Linked DNA regions of Sus scrofa: region 2 is linked to region 1. A link is a contact called in public Hi-C data. All regions are on one chromosome and are shown on one strand. The core of a region is the stretch at or near the end of the contact, and the rest is flanking DNA. Distances in the headings are between cores, read along the strand shown.

Region 1 (6,899 bases), core at 3,289-5,788:
TTAGACCCCTAGCCTGGGAACCTCCATATGCCGCGGGTACAGCCCTAAAATGCAAAACAACAACAACAACAAATGGCCATTGTTAAATAAAATGTCCATGTCTCGGCGGTTCCGTCATGGCACAGTGGTTAACGAATCTGACTAGGAACCATGAGGTTGCAGGTTCGATCCCTGGCCTTGCTCAGTGGGTTAAGGATCTGACGTTGCCGGGAGCTGTGGTGTCGGTCGCAGACGCAGTTCAGATCCCGCGTTGCTTGCTGTGTCTCTGGCATAGGCCGGCGGCTGCAGCTCCAATTAGACCCCTAGCCTGGGAATCTCCACATGCCGCAGGTGTGGCCCTAGAAAAGACAAAAAAAAAAAAAAAAAAAGGTCTATATCTCAACCCTTAAGATCGTCTAGCTACTTGGAGGAAATGTGTGACTATATTTTACGAGGACTATTGGTGCTGTTGGAGGCGGAGAAGAGCATCTTCTAGCCATCAGAGGACGCCAAGACCACTGGGATCAGACCAGACGGAAAGGAGGCCCGTGACGGGCAAATAGGGCACTGGCTGAATTAACGGGGACCCTCTTACAAGGGAAGGAAGGAGCCAACACCCTGCCTTCCACACTTCCCAAAAAAGCCCAGCACTCCAAGCGTCAGACCCAGGAGGTAAAGCTCTGACATGAGATGAGCCGACCGAGAGTCGACCGGCCGTGATCTTCTCCTACAATCACCCAAGGCTCCCGGTAACCACACGTTATGATCAGCAGGGAATCTGTGCAGCTCCAGGATGCCGAGTCTCTGTGATTCCAGCTCGTGCTTACCACCCGTGCAGCTGTCAGAAACCACAAGATGGAGATGAAAGGGTTTGCCTCTTTTCTGTCCTCAATAAACAATACACAGGGCAACCCAAAAGTGATGCTTTTAACCAATTTCGTAATGAGAGATGGAACACAAACACCAAAGCCAGAGAAGGAGCAAATTCACTTCTCACCCTGCCGTATAGCAAAACTGAATCATCCCCTTGGCTTTATCATTGTTTGGGCTTTTTTTTTCCCCTTTGTCGGCCACACCCACGGCATACGGAAGTTCCCAGGCCAGGGATCAAACCCAAGCTGCAGCTGTGACCCAAGCCCCAGCTTCAGCAATGCCCACTATGCAGGGTCAGGGATCGAACCTGTGTCCTAACACTCCCAAGACACCATCGATCCCGTTGTCCCATTGTGCCACAGTAGGAACTTTTTTTTTTTTTTTTTTTTCTTCTTAGGGCCATACCTGAGGGATATGGAGGTTCCCAAACTAGTGGCAGAATCGGAGCTGCAGCTGCTGGCCACAACCACAGCCACAGCCACAGCCAAGCCAGATCCTATAACCCACTGAGTGTGGCCAGCGATCAAACCTTCATCCTCATGGATACTAGTTGGATTCTTAACCCACTGAGCCACAGTGGGAACTCCTTTTTATTGTATAGTTTTTAAGTACTCGTTCCTACTTTTCTTTCTTTTCCTTTTTTTTTTTTTTTTTGCTACTTCTTGGACCGCTCCCGCGGCATATGGAGGTTCCCAGGCTAGGGATCTAGTTGGAGCTGTAGCTACCGGCCTATGCCAGAGCCACAGCAACGCGGGATCCGAGCCACATCTGCAACCTACACCACAGCTCAAGGTAATGCCGGATCCTTAACCCACTGAGCAAGGGCAAGGACTGGACCCACAACCTCATGGTTCCTAGTTGGATTTGTTAACCACTGCACCACAATGGGAACTCCTATTTTTCTTTCTTTCTGTTTTTTCCCCCTTATTTTTCTTCCACTGGGCTCTTTCTCCAGGATGTGGTCACAAACGCATGTTTGCCAGGCCAAGGGCTATGATCTTCCCAGGCTCACTACACTTTGCCATGTTACTTTTCAGAAATATTGTACTAATTTATGTCAGTATGAGAACACAGCTTTTTCAAAGGCCTCGCCAGATTTTGGTTCTATAATTACAATGTCCTTTCACCAGTTTAACTGGCATTGCTTGATTTTGTGATTTAAGTTCCCACGACTACTAGGGAGGCTGAGTCACTTTCCAAGGCTTTGTTTCCTTGCATGCATGACATGTTCTGATGTCTTTGACCATGAATGTAGTAGAAATAATATTGCTCTTAGGAATTTGGTTCTATTCCCTAGAGAGACCGAAAGTTCTTTTTTTTCTTTTTTCCATCCTTTCTATTTATCACAATTTCCCCACCTGAGTCGCTCGGACTCAAGAAAGTTTTTCTCGGTAGATACAGGTCCCACTCAGGCAGAAGATCATTAATTCAGCTCAGATTCCTGGCGCCCTATTTTCTGGTGGCTGCACAGAGTAATCCCCTCATAAATTTTCCTGAAGGCAGCCTGATTTCCGAGGCCCCCAGCTCCCTAACGAACTGTATTCCCGCTTTGTCAAATATACCCAGCAATTATTCAATGCTGAACCATGTGCCACTGGAAAAAGAGATCAGGGGTGCTCTTTTCATGCTTTTGCCTTTCCAGCCACCTCTGATTTTTACTGTGCCTTTCCCGTACGACAGCCTTCAGATACTGTGATCTCCAAGCATTCGACAACTGCGGGCTCAGACCCTGAAACGAGAAGGGACCAGTGTCGAGATGCTGTCAGAGGCGTCACGGAGGAAGGGGGACGGGGAGGGAAACGAGGTCATGGGCAAGGTAAGATTAAATTCAACAAGTGAAACCAAACCCGAGTGTTTGAGAGTGAGGGCAGTTAACACTCGATGGCAGAGCTGAACGTGGCTAAGAGAGCAGATCTTAGAAGCGCTCCTCACAAGAAAACCAAACTGTAACGCTGCCCGATGATGGGTGTTGGGATGTAGCAACATCTCCGAGCATTCCCGTGGTGATGGGATGTAGCCCCATGGACTTCCCGTGGTGATGGGATGTAGCCCCATGGACGTACAGCAAGTCAGTAAGTTGTACGGCTGAACTCATACAATGGTATACGTCAGTTACAGCTCAATTTAAAAATAAGTATTCGAAACATGTTACTGGATGGACATAAAGTCAGTTTAATTAGCACAAATATCCACTATCTAGAAACATGGCTCCCTTTTGCAGGCATTACCCGAAATAGTAAAACAACAACAAAAACTAAGAACTGTACGAAAAATGCCGAACATAACACAAATTACTTGATGAAAATGGCCAAAACATTTCTTTTTAAATAAAGTCACTGTTGCTGGAGTTCCCATGGTGGCTCAGCGGAAACGAATCCGACTAGGATCCATGAGGATGCGGGTTCCATCCCTGGCCTCGCTCAGTGGGTTAAGGATCGGGTGTTGCCATGAGCTGTGGTGTAGGTCGCAGACATGGCTCAGATCTGGCGTTGCTGTGGCTGTGGTGTAGGCCGGCGGCTACAGCTCCGATTCGACCCCTCGCCTGGGAACCTCCATATGCCACAGGTGCGGCCATTAAAAAGCAAAATAAATAAGTAAATAAATAAATAAAGTCACAGTTGTTCATTTCTTGGCCTTTTTTCCCCCCTCTTGCCTATATTAAGGGTCCCCAGGAATTCCCTGGCGGCTCAGCAGGCTAAGGATCCGGCATTGCCACTGCTGTGGCTCAAGATCCCTGGCCTGGGAACTTCCGTATGCCATGGGCGAGGACAAATAATAATAATGATGATGATAATTATAATGAAGGATCCCCAGGTGGCGAAGAATGCACCCACCAGCCCCTCAGGCAATTCTCAGGCACAAGCTTCCACACCCACTCCCCGCTCCCCCCCCTCCCCAGCCAGGGCTCTGGTCTGCGGGGAGGCTGCAGGGAGAGGGCAGAGGAGCTGCTCTGAAGGGTGACTCATCCAGCTGGTGATACTAGATACGACCCCGGCGCAGGCCCAAGTCAGAGGCACCCATGAGCGGCTCTCGCTACTGCGGCTGTTGTTGCTGGCACTTGCCTGGAATAGGCCTACCTCCTGGCTCTTCCCCAGCACTCTTCTCCCACTGTATGGAGCAGACAAAGCGCAACTTGGGCGCTTGGCCAAGAGCGCCCACCGAGTGATAAGGGAACGGGGGGCAGACACGGTAACACACTGCCTCTCGTGGTATTGTCACTTTGTGATCAATTTTTCCACAAGTGTGTTCTTTTTAACTACAAAACCCCCAAGCAAACCCACAATTTAATCTTCTCCCTACTAGTTCTCAGTTGACTGTTCCTGCGAGGCCACATGCAAAAAGCCCCGGCTGTGACTTCCCAGGCAAATGGCAGGAAGCACCTTAGCAGCTTCTGTGTTTTTTCTAATAGTTCCACGGGCACGTCCTCTCCCTCTCAACGCCAGCAAGCTACCCGACATCCACGAGGGGCTGGGGGTTGAGTGTGCGAAGCAGGCAGTTGGGAGGGTAGGATCCCAGCATGGAGGTCAAGAGGCCTGTATTTCAGCCCCACCACGGACTCCCCCTCTGGACCACAGGTCCCTCATGGACAAAAGGAAGCCTCCCCTTTGCCTTGAAATGTCGAAATGTACGAGGCCTGGTAGTGTCAGCCCACGGGTGCCCAGAGGTGTAGACACAGCACCCCCTACTGGCAGCCTGTGGGCAGTGAGGCCGGGGTCACCAGCTCAGCCTGCTGGCCCAGCTGTGGATGGGGTGAACACACACACGCCACTAGACATACAAGGGACGCCTAACACGGCCCGTGCAGGGCACAGGGAAACCCACTCACTGCCCGGTCACAGCAGGTGTGGGAAAAAGAACGGAGAGATGCACGACTGATTCGCTTTGCTGTCAGCCTGGAACTCACACAACATTGTAAGTCAACTCTACTCCAATAAAAGTAAAAAACACAAGCAAAAACACATCAACAGCAAGGTCCCACTGTGTGGCGCAGGGGGCTAGAGCCAGTATCTTGTGCTAAATCACAACGGAAAAGTATATGAAAAAGAAGGAAGTTCCCCCGCAGCACAGCGAGTTAAGGATCCAGCATGGGCCACAGCTGCACACCCAAAGCATTCACACATCAAATCAAATCAAATAAAATAAAACCGTTTCTAGGAGTTCTCTTGTTGCACAATGGGTTAAGGATCTGGCGTTGTCACTTGCAGGGGTTTGGGTCACTGCTGTGGCACAGGTTCTATCCCTGGCCCAAGACGCTCCGAATGCTGTGGGCGTGGCCCAACAAAAAACCACCAAAAAATGAAATAAAGCACCCTACTCCATTAAAAAAAAGAATATGTACATTCTTATATACATATAACTCAATCACTTTTCTGTACACCTGAAATTAACACAACATTCTAAATCAACTATACTTCATTTAAAACTACATAAATCATGCCAGACAAACAAGACCAATATAGGTTCACTTGCAATCTTCCCTAATCCTCGACTCCAACTCTGCTCAGGAAATGTCCAGACGCAGAGCCAGCAGAGGCAGGTCTCTGCGGTGGGTGAGCTGCGGAGACTCGAACGTTAGAGGCGCCAAAGGTTGCGGTCCTTTCCCAGCCCTTGGACCTAGGCTGGTCTTGTGATTTTGCTTTGGCCAACAGAAGGCAGGACAGTGACGCCCTGGGAGTCCCAGGCCTCAAGAGGCCTTAGGGTTTCTGCTTCAGTCTCTTGAAGCCCTGCCTGGATCACCAGGAAAGGAAGCTGGTTCAGCCTCCCAGAGACTGAGAGGCCCTGAGAACGAGAACGGAGGCGCCCAGCCAGCGGTCAGCGCCAGGCGCCAGGCGGCCCCTCCGGTGGAGCTTGGCTGCAGGAGCCAGACCCGGTGAGACCAGCGGAGAAGCAGCCCCGCCAAAGCCCGGAGCCAGGAGCCGGGATCTTTCACTGCTGGTCTCAGCCACTCAGTCTCGGGGGCTTAGACAGCCGGAGATAACTGAAATGTTTGCTTTTGCTTTCTCCTCTGTTATTTCTGTAATATGACCCTAGAATGGGATGCTTTCTGCCTCTCTTTGGACTGAGGCACCAGCTCGATAGGTATCGGACCCCCACATGGAAGTGAAACAAGTCCCCTCACGCGGAACTCACAAAGGGGATCACCTCGACCCGGCTCCAGCATCCGGGATGCCTCATTCAGTCAAGGCTATGAAAGGGAAGCAGGCGGGGAGACGGGACGAGCTTTTTTGGAAAAGACTGTTAATGAGCTGAGAGTGTCTCCCCTGATGCCCCAGGACGACAGGACTCTCCTTCACCTCAAGCCCAGCGATGTGGGCTTCCGTGCACCCTTGGAGAATTCTGAGATACAGCTGGGGGCACACGTCACGGGTCCTAGATTCGTGCCTCCTCCGCCCAAAGAAGGCTGTGACAGCGGGACAGAGGGGCACGTGGGGACTGGGGTGCTCTTGCGGGGTCTCCTGGGCAAAGTACATCAAATGTGCTCACTCAGAAGAGAGGGCTGGGGCGGGGTCAGCTGGGCTCCTGTCTCAGAGGACCGCCGACAGGCGCAGAAGGACCTCAGCAGCAAGAAACTGGGGTGCCCTAGAAGGGCAGGATCTTAGAAAGAAATTCCAAGGGCCCTCCCAGGATAAGATGACCCTCCTATGCCCCGAGGACCGGGGAGAGAGACGGCCGGTGATGGGGATTTCTGAGGACCCCACCACAACGCCCCCAGAGGGAAAGAGTCCGTGTCAAACACTGGCCCGGCTCAGAGAGTGGGAAGCCAACCTTCCTGAGTCCCTTGTCCCCAACGCCCTACCTGGCCCCCCAGTCCTGAGGGATTCAGAAACTAGCTAGCAAACTGAGACGTGCACGGAGGAAAAAAGCATAGGGCAGGGACCACCGAGGCCGCTGTCCCCCCACGAAGCCTGCCCATGGCCAACTCGCAGCCCCATGCAGCCTGGAGGTGGGGAAGGGAAAGGGTCGGCTTTACATCAAGTTCACAGGTTTGGTTCTCGCCTTGGGATCGTTGCGCTAACTTCTGAATGGAGACAGAGTGCAGCTTAGAA
Region 2 (6,899 bases), core at 3,216-5,715, 210 kb before region 1:
CAAAGGGAAGGGAGCTGGGGGAGGCCTCCAATTTCATTGCCAGGTTGGATGGAGGTGTGGCTCATCTGGGGACCCGATGCTTTTGGCTGGCAAATGAAGCGCGTGTGGGCCTGCGGGACCTTGCTCTTGAGCCTGTGGGGTCTCACGTTAACTCTGGGTGGTCAGGACGGAATTGAACGGAATCGTGACTGGGTCACTTTGCCGTACAGTAGAAATTGGCACAACGTTGTAAATCAACTACAGTTTAGTGAAAACAATATGAATTTTTTTTTTAAACAAAGGAATCGAACTGGACTATAGGACCCCAGTTGGTGTCCAGAGAATCAGAGAATTGGCTGTTACTGTTGGAAAGTACTCCGGGAATGTGCTATGGCACTGAAGGTCCTTTCCAACATATACCATCGGATTGAGCGCACACTCTTCAGGAGGCGTGAAGACGTGTCCGTGTAAGAGACAAGAAAATCATCTGCATAAAAGATTTTTATTTAGTGGTCGGGTCCCAATGAGTAATGCCAGTCATTGCTTGATTCTGTTAAAAGGTGCTATTCGATACAGTCTTAAGAAAGTGTACAGTGCATCACCAAAAGCTATTTAACTTGGATTGTGTAGAGTAAAAGAAAACTTCATACATCTTTGTTCTCTGATAAAATTTTTAAAATACAAAAATGAAAAAAAACCACCCCAAAGCAGTATTCAAAAATAACAACTGTCACCTTGGACTATTTACAGTAAGAAGCCTTTCTCGTAGAAGAGCGCACTCTGCTTCTTTTCTCACATTTGACTTATCCCTTAGAGGTATTCTCACTCCCTCATCTAGCCCTCACTCGTGATTTCTCCCAGTCCTGTCTCTCGTGACACAGGCATCGTCTCTTCCCTCTCACTCATCTTTTAAAAATTACTATTATTACTTCTTCATGGCTGCGCCCGTGGCATGTGGAAGTTCCTGGGCCAGGGGTTGAAGCTGAGCCGCAGCTGCAGCGTGAGCTGGATCCTTTAACCCACTGCACCGGGATGGGGACTGAACCCGTGACCTGAGCCGCTGAAGTCAGGTTCTTGACCCGATGCACCCCAACAGGAACTCCCTCTTACTCATCTTTGAGTCTTTCTCTGATACTCCCTTCTCCTGTTCCCAGGTATCAGTGATTCTACCCAGCAGACGTTTGTTGAGCACCTAATACGTGCCAGGCACTGTGCTGGGAGGGGATAAACACAGGTGAAAAGTCACTGACCCCTCAAGGAGCTCAGAGTTTGGAGTGAGTTAAAAAACATTTTTCACATTATATTCCACGAAATCCCAAGCTTCTATGAAGTCAATTTGGGAATTTCTGGAAAGCAAAGTGCACTCAAGGAGGGTCTGTCAATTTATTTAGTCCATCTCAACCCATCCTGAATTGAGAATTCTGCCCTTTTTTATGAAGCTCAGCCTCTACCGCCCAGGCATATATATGGTTAGTCTGAGTTCCAGACTCTGCAGGTGGGAGCTACGTGTTGGGTAGAAGGGAACTATAGCTGCACCGATTTGTTTTTTGGGGGGAGGGCAGCCTTTTCATTGGCTTCTACAAATTCCAAGTGTGAAAAGCCCTTAAACCCGCCCCCAAAATACTAAATTTGAGCAATACATACATATTAAGAACCTCTCGGTTTGGACTTAACAAGATGCTCTGAAAGCCCCATCGTTTATCAGTGTCCAGCAGGAGCTCTTTTTATTACCTCCACGTGTATTTCTTTGTGCTTTTCTGGAACATTTTCTTAGCGTCAAACACAGAAGTAGCACATGAAGCCTGCACGTGACTTTTTTTTTTTTTAGCATGGTTGAACCCCAAACGAGCTCCGTTCCTGCATTTGGCGTACATCCTTTTTGTCCATGAGGCCTCAAGAGCCCCATGGTAGTTCTTAAAGAAAAAAAAGGCAACCCATGAAATGTCAAATACAAACTGAACACAGCATACCATGGAAGCAAAAAGCGACACCACACCCTCGCTGCCCTGATCTTGTTGCACGCCTGGCAGACCACGGTCTTGCACATACTCACACTTGGAAATATTTTCTCTGTCACAGTCACGGCCAAGTCGCGGTGGCGGGTTTCCCTCTCACAGCGTGTAGTGTATCCTTTCACCAGATCTGCTCGGCCAACCACTGAACCACGATGAGAGGAGCTTGTGTGGGAAAGTTCTGTCCTTGACCCCGTGCTCTCCCCAGGGTACGAGGCGGGGTCACACCCCTGTGTGGTTTCCATCCAACTGGGTGACCCTCGGTCCATCCAAGTGCGCTAGTGCCAGACTCAGAACTTCATCACGAGCCGCTTCCAAGCCCTTTGGGTCTGAAGGCAACGTGGGGAGTTGGCATCGTTCCGGTGTTCCGATTGGCCTGCCCGACGCCGTGGTAGGGTGCCTCGATGTCTGGGGTTGGTGAAAAGGACCAGGAGAGCAGGGGCGTCGGCGGGGGGGGGGGTGATCATGCACAAGCTTCTTGCTCTGTCGTGCATCGTATTTTCAGTGTAACAGCGTGTATTTCGACACAGGGCTTGTGCTTTTTCAGTAAATAACTCGCCCTGAAAAGCTCATTTGGCAAATGTGGCCACAAACGCGCTCGCGTGTGTGTGTGTGTGTGTGTGTGGGACGTGTGCAGTGTGTCATGAGGGGATGTGTAAAGTCCTGTGGGTGTGTCCCAGCCCCTCCCCCGCTGCCACACCCACCTCCCCAGCGGGCAAAACCTGATGGGTTACACCTGGTCGGTCTGGTATTCAGACGCTTCCGACAGGGTCTCCGAGAAGCTCAGGAAATTCTCCTGGTACTCGGAACACACGATCTCGTAACGATAGTGCCGGAACTCCACGGCGAAGGTGCCGAAGTAAGACAGGAAGCACATGACCAGGCCCCACTGGACCCTGGCTGCGTACATGTGGATGCCTTGGGCCATCAGGATGAAGTCTGGGGAGAAGCCGTCAAGGAAAGTCCGCCCGCCGGCCGCATGGACACTGGGCTCTCCTCCGGGCAGAAACAGGGTCCCCGAAAAGCCTGGCTCCCCCTTCGCTAGCGAAAGTTAGGCTGGCACACCCGGCTCAACACCAGCATCTACATGAGTCGGGAGTTCCGAATCTGACTAGCATCCACGAGGACGCAGGTTCCATCCCTGGCCTCGCTCCGTGGGTGAAGGATCCGGCGTTGCCATGAGCTGTGGTGTAGGTCGCAGACACGGCTCGGATCTCTAGTTGCTGTGGCTGTGGGGTAGGCCGGCGGCTACCGCTCCGACTGCACCCCTAGCCTGGGAACCTCCACATGCGGCGGGTGGGGCCCTAAAAGACATCTACATGAATAGTACAGGGGAACCTTATCGAGCCTTACTTTGTGCCAGACATGCTTCCAGGTGCTTTCAGCGAAAACTTAATCTTCGCAATACCCTATTATCATCAGTGCATTTAAAGCAACGACATGGAGGCCACATGGGTAACAGGTATCAACTGGTGGAACTGGGCTTCAGTCAGAAGCACTCTCGACTCCCTGGCCATACACTTGACCACTGTATTCTATGACTGCCTAATAAACTGTGAGAGTAGCTAGAGAATTATAATTCCAAAGTAATTAGCCAGAAAAATAAAGTTACATTTATAAAGACATTGCAAAGGGCTGTGGAACAATTTGAACGTGTCTAACTCCCTCCGTACAAACTGTCTGTCTCTGCCCGGCTATTGACAGCGTCGACATGGCCCTTCTTTCCTCTGGTTTCCACGATTGTCTTTCAGACAATACTGCATAGGCCGGTTTCATTCCTGGGGCTGCATTTAAGCTTGTGCCCAACGGAAAACAGGCAATGAAAAAAGCAAAGAAACGCCAATGCATTTGGAGTGCACACACACACACACATACACACACACGCGCGTGAGCACCCCAGTATACATGAAGGCAGGAGCTAGGAAGGAGAAAAGTTCGTAGTATTTTTTAGTGAACCACTAAGAGGCCATGGACTAAAGAAAATTATTTAGAAAAATCAGAAAATTTCCCTCAGAATTAGTTCTACCTTCAGAACTTAGACTTAAAATCTTGGAAAATTTTCAGAGAGCAAAAAAAAAGTATGTGAAAAGTACTTCAGCCAAACTTTGCTTCCCTGACAAGGCCTGGATCCATTCACCCAAGAACCAAGAAATGATTCCAAGTCTTCAGAAATAGTCTGGATCAGAATTGTTTGGTATAAACTCAAAACTCAGAATAATTTAAAATCTGTACACACTTTTTGCCTGAGGGTTCAAAATCTTGCCAAAGCAATATTAACTTACTACCTAAGTTACTGGGAGAGAGAGGACTGGCAGGGTTCTTCAACTATTTTGTCGGGTTGCTGGCAATAAGCAAGTTTCTTGGCCTGAAGTTCAAGTCCTTAAATGCTCTCCACCTCACTGTCACTGCACAACTTGAGAAAACCACTGAAATGACTGAATGGCAGCTTGTGAGGGAAGAAGAAACACGTGGCTCCAAGGACTCCACGAACTAAAGAACCTCTCCGAGCTTCGTGTTTTAAAGCCACCCTACGGAGGGATGGCACAGTGGTTAAGGCTGCAGAACTGAGCCTGAGCTTAAAACGAATCGACACAAACGATGTGGGATCGCGGGTAAACTGACCTTTGCTTTACGCGATTCTCATCGGTTGAGTGAGGATTCAAAGGGTTGACACATTTAACGTGCTTGGAACAAGGCCAGCACGTCACAAGCGCCCAGTAAACACTGGCTGTTACACCGAAGACTGGAATCGCGACAGCCGTCCAGCGGGCCAACCGAGAAACCTTCACCTCTTTCCCCGACTTCCCAGCGACGCCGCAAACTCCTGGGCTGGCTCCGCCCCCACGGGACGGCTGGCTGATCTGATTGGTGGGCTCGGAATGGGCCGGCTTCCACTGGGCCGATGCTACCAGGTGGGGTCGCTGTGCTCCTCCCGAGACGCGTCTCTGCGGGTGGGCTTGAGATTAAACTGAGTTCTCCTCTCCCTTTCCCTGATTTCTCTGCTTATTACTGGGTGGATACACTGAATTCCAGGGTGTGAGAGAGGAAGTCTGAGCCATTCTCCTTTCCTAGTTTACCAGGAATAAAGACTGATCTCTCGATCCGCATCTGACCCCTGGTATCTATTCTCCACCGGTTCAAACTCCCAGGGAGGAAGGGAAATAGACCCTCAAAACTCAAAAATATTTGCCTAGGACAATAGCCTGGTTCTTGAATTTCTTTTCCAGAAGAATTTACCCGTTTTCCTGAAAGATATAAAGGTATTTGTCCCTTGAAATTCATTTTGGAATAAGTAAATGAAATAACAGGGCCACTAATAAAGCCACAAACGAGAAATTTTTAGGATGGAAAGAAAACAAGCATCGTTCTCTTTGGGTCATTCAGTCTGTTTCTAACAAAGGGAAGCCTTTACGTCATCAAGGACAGGAGAATGCTGACGTTATTCCTACAGACTGAAAACAATTTTGAGAAAGCAGAGCTTGTTTTATTTTCAGTTCTCTTTGGTGTTAAAAATAGGTCTGAGAGATTTCATCTTTATACCCATTTCTTTTGTTGTCTAAGATTATGAGATGATCTGAGAGTACACCCTAAGCAACTGAGATGGCACTTTGCTCCTTTTCAACATAAACAAGTTATCTGTGCTTTACTCTCACTGACAAAGAACCTTTTCACATTCAAAGGATACAGAGGACCACACAGAGAGTGATAGATGCTGAGAGAATAACTCGTGGAATTCCAGTTTTCCGTCCTTCATTCTTGATGTTGACTTTGAGTGTCAAGGCAGCCTGGATCCAGCAGGTCAATGTGCCAAACCCGAAAGTCAAGGAGGTTCCGACATTATGGATTTCTTCATCATTTGTGAGCTAAGGGATGAACAGATAATGACACGTGGAGGCCCGTTAGAAAAGACACACAAGCCAACAGAATATGCGAGTGAGAAAAAATAGGTAAAGGGATGCCCCAATAATGGGATGGTAGGTTTTAGGAAGAAAAGAGGCCTTCATTGGAGTTCCCGTCATGGCTCAGTGGAAATGAATTAGACCAGCATCCATGAGGACGCAGGTTTGATTCCTGGCCTCAATAAGTGGGGTTAAGGATCTGGCGTTGCCGTGAGCTGTGGTGTAGGTCACAGACTCGGCTCAGATCCCCTGTTGGTGCGGCTGTGGTGTAGGCCAACAGGTACCACTCCGATTCGACCCCTAGCCCGGGAGCCTCTATATGCTTCGGGTGTGGCCCTAAAAAGACAAAAAAAGAAAAAGAAAAGAGGCCTTCATTTCCACTGGCTCTTTAATTAATTAGTTAACGTATTTATTTTTTGCTTTTTAGGGCTGCATTGGCGGCACATGGAAGTTCCTAGGCTAGGGGTCAAATCAAAGCTGTAGCTGCCAGTCTACACCACACCACAGCAGCATGAGATCGAAGCCTTGTCTGCGACCTACACCACAGCTCATGGCAACACTGGATCCTTAACCCACTGAGCCAGGCCAGGGATCGAACCCGCATGGATCCTAGTCAGGTTCATTACTGCTGAGCCACGACGGGAACTTCCATTTCCCGTGGCTCTTTGTGCTTGTTCTTCCATTGGTTAGATCTCTGAGGGGAAGAAGGGAAGTGACCCCAAACCTCCAAACCTTTGTCTGGAAAAAACCTACAAGCAGTGGTAATCTGTTTGAATATATTTTCCAGATAAGTTTTGTTAAAAAGTAAAAGAAAAAAGCATGAGAGTTGTGAAAAGAAAAAAAAGAGAGACATGTCAAATTTTCTGCAAACATAACCCCCAAACTCTGTTGTCCAGACTAAGAAATGACACTGGAAGCTGGCTGTGTAATTTACTCGCTGAGGACACCGAGTTCTCAGCAGGTCAAGACTTCACTGGCCTGGACAACTAATGACCCTTGGGCTATGCTC

What was found. Hi-C and Micro-C count contacts between places; a contact is called where the count stands out from the background.
Region 2: a Hi-C map of adipose tissue shows a contact between it and region 1, with 5 times the contacts expected there. The contact joins two enhancer-like sites. A contact is called at or near these places in 1 of 5 promoter capture datasets (liver), 27 of 47 Hi-C or Micro-C datasets (adipocytes, adipose tissue, alveolar macrophages and 16 more) and 2 of 2 datasets of contacts at active chromatin or transcription factors (alveolar macrophages and skeletal muscle).

What each region holds. Positions count from the first base shown.
Region 1 is chr8:135,552,285-135,559,183 of Sscrofa11.1, reverse strand. The region is part of intron 1 of SCD5 (stearoyl-CoA desaturase 5); the gene reads right to left. Among named protein-coding and RNA genes, the nearest start is that of MIR9846, 20 kb to the left of the region's middle. Within about 2 kb of position 4,538, at least 17 of the 83 cell types and tissues checked have an H3K27ac peak or open chromatin away from gene starts, as enhancers often do. A contact at or near this core is called in adipose tissue, where this site is marked.
Region 2 is chr8:135,759,502-135,766,400 of Sscrofa11.1, reverse strand. It overlaps TMEM150C (transmembrane protein 150C), which reads right to left. Exons shown (of 8, transcript XM_021101873.1): 7 at 5,677-5,854; 8 at 1,793-2,930. The coding sequence ends at 2,722. LOC110262196 (a long non-coding RNA gene) reads left to right here. Exons shown (of 2, transcript XR_002346904.1): 2 at 282-676. Among named protein-coding and RNA genes, the nearest start is that of ENOPH1, 39 kb to the left of the region's middle. Within about 2 kb of position 4,465, at least 3 of the 83 cell types and tissues checked have an H3K27ac peak or open chromatin away from gene starts, as enhancers often do. A contact at or near this core is called in adipose tissue, where this site is marked.